Linked DNA regions of Rattus norvegicus: region 1 is linked to region 2. The links are chromatin contacts, called in public Hi-C maps. All regions are on one chromosome and are shown on one strand. Each heading gives the region's core, a stretch centred on a gene start, on an enhancer-like site or on the middle of the called end of the contact. The rest is flanking DNA. Distances are from core to core; before and after follow the strand shown.

Region 1 (4,178 bases), core at 951-3,450, 120 kb after region 2:
CACTGACCACAAAAGATGTGTCCAGTAGCCACACGTAGCTTGCTCAGTGCACACACAGACAAATCCCTGATCTGCAGAAGGGATGCTAACTCTGCCTCCTCTGGCACACGAGGTTGCTTTATTTTTAAGATTTCACTCTTCTTTATTTACTTAGATATGTGTTTTACTTATTTTAATTCTATGAATGAGAGTGTGTATCAGGGCATTATGTAATGGCCTGCAGACCGAGGGCACAGGATTCCTACAAACCAGAGTTAAAGAGGGTCGTGAGCAATCACGTGGGTACTGGGAATCAAAGCCAGATCCTCTGAAAGATCAGTGATCTTATTTTTTAATTATGTATGTCCATGTGCATCTGTGTATGGCTTTGTGCATGCATGGATACTGGTGACTAAGGACTCCAGAACAGGGTATTGGATCCCCTGGAGCTGTAGTTAGTACAAGCAGTTGTGAACTGCCCAACAAGGGTGCTGGGACTTGAACTCAGGATCTCTGTAAGAACAATGTATCCTCTTAACTAAGTATCTTTTTCCTTTCAGCCCCACAACATTATTTTTAAAAACTAAAGGAAATACTTGATTACTGTATGATAGGCAAAAACATTATTATTATTATGATGATTATTATTTTAGAAAGCATCTCCTTCGCTGACTTCCCTCTCCACTCCCAAGTTAACCACTATTTACTAACCCGCCCTTCTCAGGCCTGAGTCCCTTCACTTCTTCCTGCTTTCATTTGCATGTGCAGACGGTTTTCAGGTCCTGTAGCTGTCTGGGGTTTGTTGCTAATCATTAGCATTTTGAGAATTGGGGCTCTGCAAATTAGACTCACTATAACTATTGTTTAGTAAGTTTTTGGAGTTCTGTTCTCTGGTTGTCTGCATTTGTACATGGATTTGGGGAGAAGCAAAACCTGTAGTGCTGTGGCGCTGCCATTGCCCCAAATTCCTCCTCAGCTTTTCACATATTTACAGCAATACACATGTAAAGTATGTAGTTTCTGTGTATGCCTACACACATGTAATTATATGTATGCGAGTGTACATATAAATATGCACATATAGGGGCTTGAGTATTCATTCAGTGGCTAAGAGCACTAGCTTTTCTTCCAAGGGACCTACATTCTATTCCCAGCACCCACATTGGGCTCACAACTATCTGTAATTCCAGTCTCAGGGGATCCAATACCCTTTTCTGGACTCAACAGGCACTGTCTGCACATGTCACACAGGCATACATGTAGACAAAACACCCACACATATAAGAATAAACAATAAAATGTTAAAGCACACACATATATTCTTGTTAAAAAAGTAACAGTAGACTAATTTTTTTGTATGTGCCTCTATGTGTTTGTTATGTATGTGTTCATATATGTGGGTATGTTTGTTTGGCATGTGTGTGTTCATGCATGGATGCATGGATGCCTACATATGTGTATATAGGTGTGTGTCTGTGTGTTTGGTATTCATGTATTCATGTGTGAGTATGTATATGTGTGTTATTTGTGTGTAAACTAGAGGTTAATGTTGAGCACCTTTTCTATTTCTACCTGTGTGTGTGTGTGTATAATGTATGTACTTGTACATAGAGATGTGTACATATATATGTGTATATGTATACATGTGGAGGTAGACTTATATTTTCTACACTGCTGCTCTGTAGCCATTGATAGGCATGTGATTTTGAGAACACCATTCAGATTTGATGAAAAATAGTATTTAACATATAATCATGCTCTCTCTGTGTTAGGCAAACAGGCTACTGCCATCAATTGCTGTGCTCCCAATAACCATAACGTACTGCCTTGAGCTTCAGTTTCTCCATCTAATGCTAATAACTGTCCGTTATAAGCTAGGTTATTGGTTCCCCACTGAATACAATTTCACTAAGAATCAACATTAGGGACAAGGAGATGGCTCAGTGGTTAAGGGTACTTACCTTGAGGAAGACTCAGTTTTGGTCTCTAGCACCCAGATGGAGACTTACAACTGTCTATAACTTCAGGTCCAGGGGATCTGGTATTCTCTTCTAGCCTCCACAGGCACCAGAAATACACACAGTGCACATATAAACATACATCTAAGCAAAACACTCATACACATACAATTAAAATTCAAATCATTCCCTGACAGTGATGGATTACAATAGAAACAAGATTGTTCTTGCCAACCATGAAGGTGACTCAGCATCCTCTCTCACAGCTAACAGGAGTGACTCGGCTTTTTTATCATGTGACAACCCTAAATTCTTTTCATTTTTCCAGACTTCTGGATGGAAATTAAGAAATTGACTCATCAGATCATCTTAACTTCTTGAGATGACCCACTCCAGAGCAGACCCCACAAACCCACTTAACTGCCTCAGCTTGGCATTTCCTGAGCATCTGTAGAACGTGGATGCTCTCACTGGAGCCATTGCTGTGCTTGATCCCGTTACCACACACATTCCTGGCAATTGCAAGTGCTAGATTCTATACTAGAAACTTTTCAGAGATCCTATTTGTGACTGAACTTGAACTGCCCATTGCTGTGGGTTCTAGAAACGTTCCTGTTTGAAAATAGAAATATAACAAGCTCCCTATGGAGTCGAGGTACCTTAGACTTTGTTGGGCTCAGACCCGAGGCAAATGCAACCCTGTAGCTCCTCCCTTCACATGTTACCCCCTTTTGATGAATAGACAAGACTCTTTACAGACTCTTGCCATCTTCCCACCACACTGCACACAACTTCCAACATCAAGTCTAAAGCTAACTCAAACCTTCCAGCTCTCACGAAGGCACATAATCTACAATCTCTCCTGTTGAACCAAACCAATTCATCCATGATCCCCAGCTCTGCAGGGAAATAGAGAGAAATAAACCCTCTTCCTAGACATACCAGTGATGTCATTCCTTCCTCCACCAGGGGGACCCATGGCAGTCACAAGCAGAACATCCACAATGTCCAGCCTGTTTGTGTCTTTCTTGTCAAACCAGTAGCCGTGGTCAATCCATTGTCGCAGCAGCTCAATGGGGGGCTGGGCTCCATACACCTCTTTGGCTGGCATGTTAAGGTCATCTGTAGAAAGAAGCCACAGTCACACACACTGTGAGTGAGTCTATGGGATCCTTTGGTTTTACAAGGGTCATCAATGACTGTAACCTCCATGAGAAAATCTGTTTCCGGTGACCCCGCTCCTATTCAAGACCCAGTCAGTAGACATCCTGACCAGATGGGAAAGGGTTTCCTTGGGTTTAGAGTTTGCTATCTTCTTGAAATCTCTGTCCATCATGGCTATACTATACATGGGGTGACATCAACAAGCAAGCATTTAACTTTCCCCCATTTTTCTTAGTCACATTCACTGTCTACAATACCACAGACATTGCTAAGCATACAACGGTGAGGTGCCTGCCAAAAGTTTTTTGGTTTGTTGAGCTTTCAGTCTTGAGAGAGAGTCTTACTGTATTGCCCATGCTTATCTCAAACACTATAGACATGGTGCCTGCCAGCCAACATATTTTCAGTGGTGATGGGGATTGAACCCAGAGCCTCCCTACATGGTAAGCAAATGCTGTACTACTGAGTAAGAACCCCTCCTTCTGAGGAGCCTTAAATCAATTTGTAATAGCTGAACTCTGGTGGGAGCAAGGCTTTGAACTTGGGTCTTTCATGAGCAGACTCAAAATGTCAAGAGGGGGTTACAGGTTCTTTTAATTACAAGAACATTTTCTGCCTGCAACCCATTGCACAGTTGGGCACATAGGAGACACTGAATTCGGTGAAGGGGCTCTTTGTTTTATTTTCCAACAAATATTAATAGACTGATCAGTTTGTGTCAGTTAACATTTCAGGAACTTTAGACAAATTAACTGATTTAATGTAAATATGTTCGAGATTAAGGGACCAACCCTGAGATCAGGGAGGCTGACTCAAACTATACCTAGGGTTGAAAATTGATATAGAACCCAGTTTGGTTTAGTGCAAGGTTTCAACTGGCTTTGGGTATATCATAAAAATTGTGGGAGACCTGGATGAAGGGAAAATAGAAAGGGTAGAAAATAAAGGAAAGATAAAATGGATAAGATTCCTGCCTTTCAAGAGATGATGAACATGTGTAAGGATATAAATATAACCATGAAATTTATATTATTAATACATGAGCTTAAAATACAGGGCACAAGATGATCTGAGACA
Region 2 (4,249 bases), core at 1,642-4,141:
GATTTTCAGATTAGTACTAACAAAGCCTTTTATGTAAAATAGACTAACACTAGTTTCTAGGGACTCTGAGGACAGATTTTCATTACTGAAACCTGGCTGTTACTTGCTACTGTATGATTTAAACAAGTTACATCTGTGCCTTCCCTTGGACGATGGATTGAATACTTGTATCATTGGGCTGCTTTTAAGTATTAAAAAGACAAGTGTTTAAAACCATCTGTACTTGATTTGAAAGAAGTGCCCAGTGGATGCAGATTACCATGCTGCTTGAAACTTGGTGACATAGTAACTTAAACATTTTAGTTTTATATTTAAAAAACTGGCTTATCTGAAATGTGCCATTGATCTCTTAAGCAGGAGAGCTAGGATGTGAAATCAGGCTTCTTTACTGTGCTTTCCAGAAGCTGCCTCTCGGTGTGTGGCACAAGCCTACTTAGAAACTTACTTCCTCAGCCAGGGAGATGGGGGCACTTGGGAGGCAGAAGCAGGTGGATCCCTGAGTATGAGGCCAGCTTGCTCTACAGAGGAAATTGACTGTGTAGTCAAGACTACACACACGCAGAAAACCTGACTTGGAAAAGGCAAGAAAACAAGCAAAACCCCACATGTCTTTGTTTTTATTTATTGCAGCACCTTTGGATCCCACCCTGGCCTAGGACTGATGAAAATAAAAGAGGAAGAGGGAGGCGACACCCTGCTGTGAGAGTGTGAGTCTCCCCACACTTTCCTAGTGCTGGTGCATATGCTCTAGGCTACAGCCCTTTCAAGATGATGACCGAAAGCCTCTCCCTCCTGCAGACAGCTTTGCTGAAACATTGGGATACCCACTAAAGTATACTGACATGTTCCAAAGCCCAATAAATGCCTAAAACTCAAATCATTTCCTTCCCTTAGACATGGGAAGGGGGATGAATATTTTGTGTTTGAGTTTATTTACACAGGGACTGATTGGTTCTTGTAGCACTACCATTATATGACATATACTGAGACCAAGAGAAGAAAACCCAGCCAGTTTCTATAAGTAACTGGCTAAACTGTTGATTCCTTGGCATCTGTTATAAAATTAAAAAGAGAGGGCTGGGGGGAAAAGGCTGAACAAAACATTTGGCAAGAGCAGATAGTGGAAGACTCTTAGCTTTGTAGTCAAAAAGCACTTTCAACCCCATGTTTGGGATTCCCTCCTTCTTGGGATACAGCTGCAACATCATTCTTCACCAGCAGGTGTCCCCATCGGACTAGGGCACCACTTGGAAACTGGAAACTTGAAACTCAGAAAAATAGTGTTAAGTTTAAAGGTGACTCTCACAGGTAGCCTGTGTTGGAAAGATGGGACATGGGTCCACGGTTCCTAATCTTGTAGATATTAACTGATCCAGATAAAGTAAATTCATCAGTTAGTCACACCAAAAACCTTTGCTGTGTATACACAGATCCTATAATTCACTTGAAGTGAGAGTAATAAGATGCTTATTAAGAAAGGACATAGTAGATGCCAAAGGGTTATTACAAATCCTGTTTTAAAGAAGTTGCTCAACTTAAGTTGAATACTTGGTTCACAGAGATGCTAGTATCTCATAAGATTATTACTTGGCTTTTTGAGACAGGGTCTCACTTTATGTAGCTGACCTGGTTGTCCTGGAACACTGTAGACTATGCTAGCCTCAGCTCAAGAGATCCCCATCTCAACTTAAGGGATCAAAAGCATTTGCCACCTCACTGGGCTCTCAGAATTTACCCTGGAGATAAATGAAGTTGTTCATAGTTGTGCATGTGTATGAGTATATAGAATTGTTCTATAGGTTTGATTCCTGATGTGTAGGGGAAATATACAAAACTATGCATGATTGGAACCCAGCCTAGAATGCTATGTGCCAGGATGTTAACAGTATTCTCTCTGATTAGTATGATTGGTAAATCATGTTTACAAAAAGCTTTGATGTAAAGCTTTGTTTTGAGAGCTAAAAACAAGCAAAAGAACCCATGCAGGCTTGGTGGTGCATGCACTCTGGAGGCAGAGGCAAGGGAATCGGAGTCTGAAAGCCAGGCCACCAAAGCTACATAGTGAGGCCCTAGTTTTGTTTTTTAAAGTTCAGCATTGTTACTTATAGTTAGGAAAGAAAAAAAATAGTTCTGAAACTTTAAAGTTGGACACTTAAGCAGTGTTTAATCCTTAAATATAGCCTCTGTAAGTTGGACCGTTAAGTGGAACCAAGCACTAATGTTTGATGTGAAATTGACAGTTTCCTGGAGTCCCTCCACAGGATGAAACTTGTCTTGTGCTAACTTGAGTTTCTTTTCCAGCTGAGGTGTAATTGTTATCTATTCCTTGAGGCTCCTGTCCTGTAAGACAGTGCCCCTCCTGGACACAGCAGGCCTGGGTTAGCTCTGGTGCTGTTTGGGCCATTCTGAGTTCATTTCCATAGCTGTATAAGATGAGGAAATATCTACTTTTAATAAGTATGAGACCTCAAAGTTCCATTTGTGGAACATGTCAAGAATAGCAGTAAAATGGGAACTATTTTCCTATGAGACCCTGCTTAAAATGGGAGACCAGAACCTACTTCATGGTTGTTAGGAAATTAAATTAGCAAAAGTCCAGTATAAGTGCACAGTAAGTGGCAAACATTAGGGGATTTTGAAAACTCTTCCAAGAAGCCATTAAGGCACTCTGAACCTCCTCTAACTGCCAAGACTCAGCAAGGCTCTCTCCTTCAGAACAGATGAAGTTTCCCCTGGGCCCCAACTGCAGACTGAAGAAATGGACCTGGCCCACAAGCCTCGGAGAATTCTGCACACTGTGTCCTTCCAGCTGATGCTCCCACCTTTTGGAAACCAAAGCTGCCAACTTGGCCTCTTGCAAAACACACATTCCATTCATACGTGCGTTTGTACATTGTTCCTCCCACACCCTTCTAGGCAGCCAATGCTGAGCTGCCAAGACAGCTGCCCAAGGAGCAGTCTTAGGGAAAAGGCAGCTCAAGAGGATTTTACAGAACTCAGTTTGGGTTTCGAATTCCTGTCCCTATACTGGGATTGTTCAGAATACTAAGCTACATTTGTTTTTATTGCCTTGACCCTCTGAAAAGGACTTCTTATAAAATAAATAGCAAAGTCAGTATTAAGTTTGGAAAATAAAAAGACACATCTAACTACCCAGAATCAATGACTGCCAATATTTTACAAGCTTAGGTTTTTCTGTCATTATTCAGATTTTTCAAATAACTGCATGGTATAACTGTTAAAAATAGTCTAAAACACTATTTTGTTGATGCTGAAGCTACAGATATTGTCCTTGCAGTTTCTAAAAGAAGATACTGTATTAATGCATATTAATGGTTCTTTTTAATTATAGAAAGATGTTTGTTTGCCAGCATTGTCTTAAATCTTTGCCACTGTCATGCATTAAAGAACAATTTTCATATGTTCAACTACTGTGTTCTGGAGTACCATTTAGATTGCCACCCAACTTTTCAGAAGCTTCTTGGCCATATTTTCTTCAATGGATGGTATATATCTGTTGCCCATTCTGTTGTGAAGCAACTGCTTTTCCATATTGACTTTAAGAGCTTCTTATGGAACAAATATGGTGCCCCTTTTGTCAGTGCTTCTAGGCTGGGGGGTGGTGGCAGCACATGCTTTTAATTCTGGCATTCAAAGGCAGAGGCAGTCAGATCTGAGTTTGAGGCCAGCTTAAGTCTACATACAGAGTGAGTTCCAGGATAGCCAGGGCTACACGGAGAAACCCTGTCTTGAAAAACAAAAATGTGCTTCATGTTTGCTTCTTAAGGCATGAAAACCTTGTAATTTAAAGTCCTGGTTGATTCAGGGATCAATGTAAGTGCACACTGGCCAGTCATATTTTTAATGATTTGACCTTTATTCTTCCTGACACTACCTTGACATATAGCAGCTTCCTCTCATATATAGATAAATATATCCAATTATCTCCATTATTTCTTTTATAATTTGGGTCAAAACCCAGGCCTAGAGGGATAAATTCCAGAGCCAACTTAGCCATCTGCTTTGAGGAGTCTATAGAAGACACCAGAATTGAAGTGACTCTTCTCTATACCCATGGACTACATTTTAGCATACTTTCTTGGTAGAAGTCCATTCCATATGCAATTAAGCTTCTCTGGTAACTGTATAAAAGTTATTTGCCAATATTTTAGTTGAAAGTAGGATTTCATCATCTTGTAACCCATTTACCACTCTGTTAATGTCCAGTTGGCTGTCTTCCTTTCCACTC

The links. Hi-C and Micro-C count contacts between places; a contact is called where the count stands out from the background.
Region 1: a Hi-C map of the Rat2 cell line shows a contact between it and region 2, with 3 times the contacts expected there. The contact joins two enhancer-like sites. A contact is called at or near these places in 4 of 12 Hi-C or Micro-C datasets (the Rat2 cell line, hepatocytes and liver).

What each region holds. Positions count from the first base shown.
Region 1 is chr1:183,789,196-183,793,373 of GRCr8, forward strand. Dnah3 (dynein, axonemal, heavy chain 3) reads right to left here. Exons shown (of 61, transcript NM_001427640.1): 43 at 2,880-3,059. Among named protein-coding and RNA genes, the nearest start is that of Dcun1d3, 74 kb to the left of the region's middle. Within about 2 kb of position 2,201, at least 6 of the 93 cell types and tissues checked have an H3K27ac peak or open chromatin away from gene starts, as enhancers often do.
Region 2 is chr1:183,669,425-183,673,673 of GRCr8, forward strand. It overlaps Rexo5 (RNA exonuclease 5), which reads left to right. Exons shown (of 20, transcript NM_001079706.1): 20 at 631-877. The coding sequence ends at 703. Among named protein-coding and RNA genes, the nearest start is that of Lyrm1, 45 kb to the right of the region's middle. Within about 2 kb of position 2,892, at least 13 of the 93 cell types and tissues checked have an H3K27ac peak or open chromatin away from gene starts, as enhancers often do.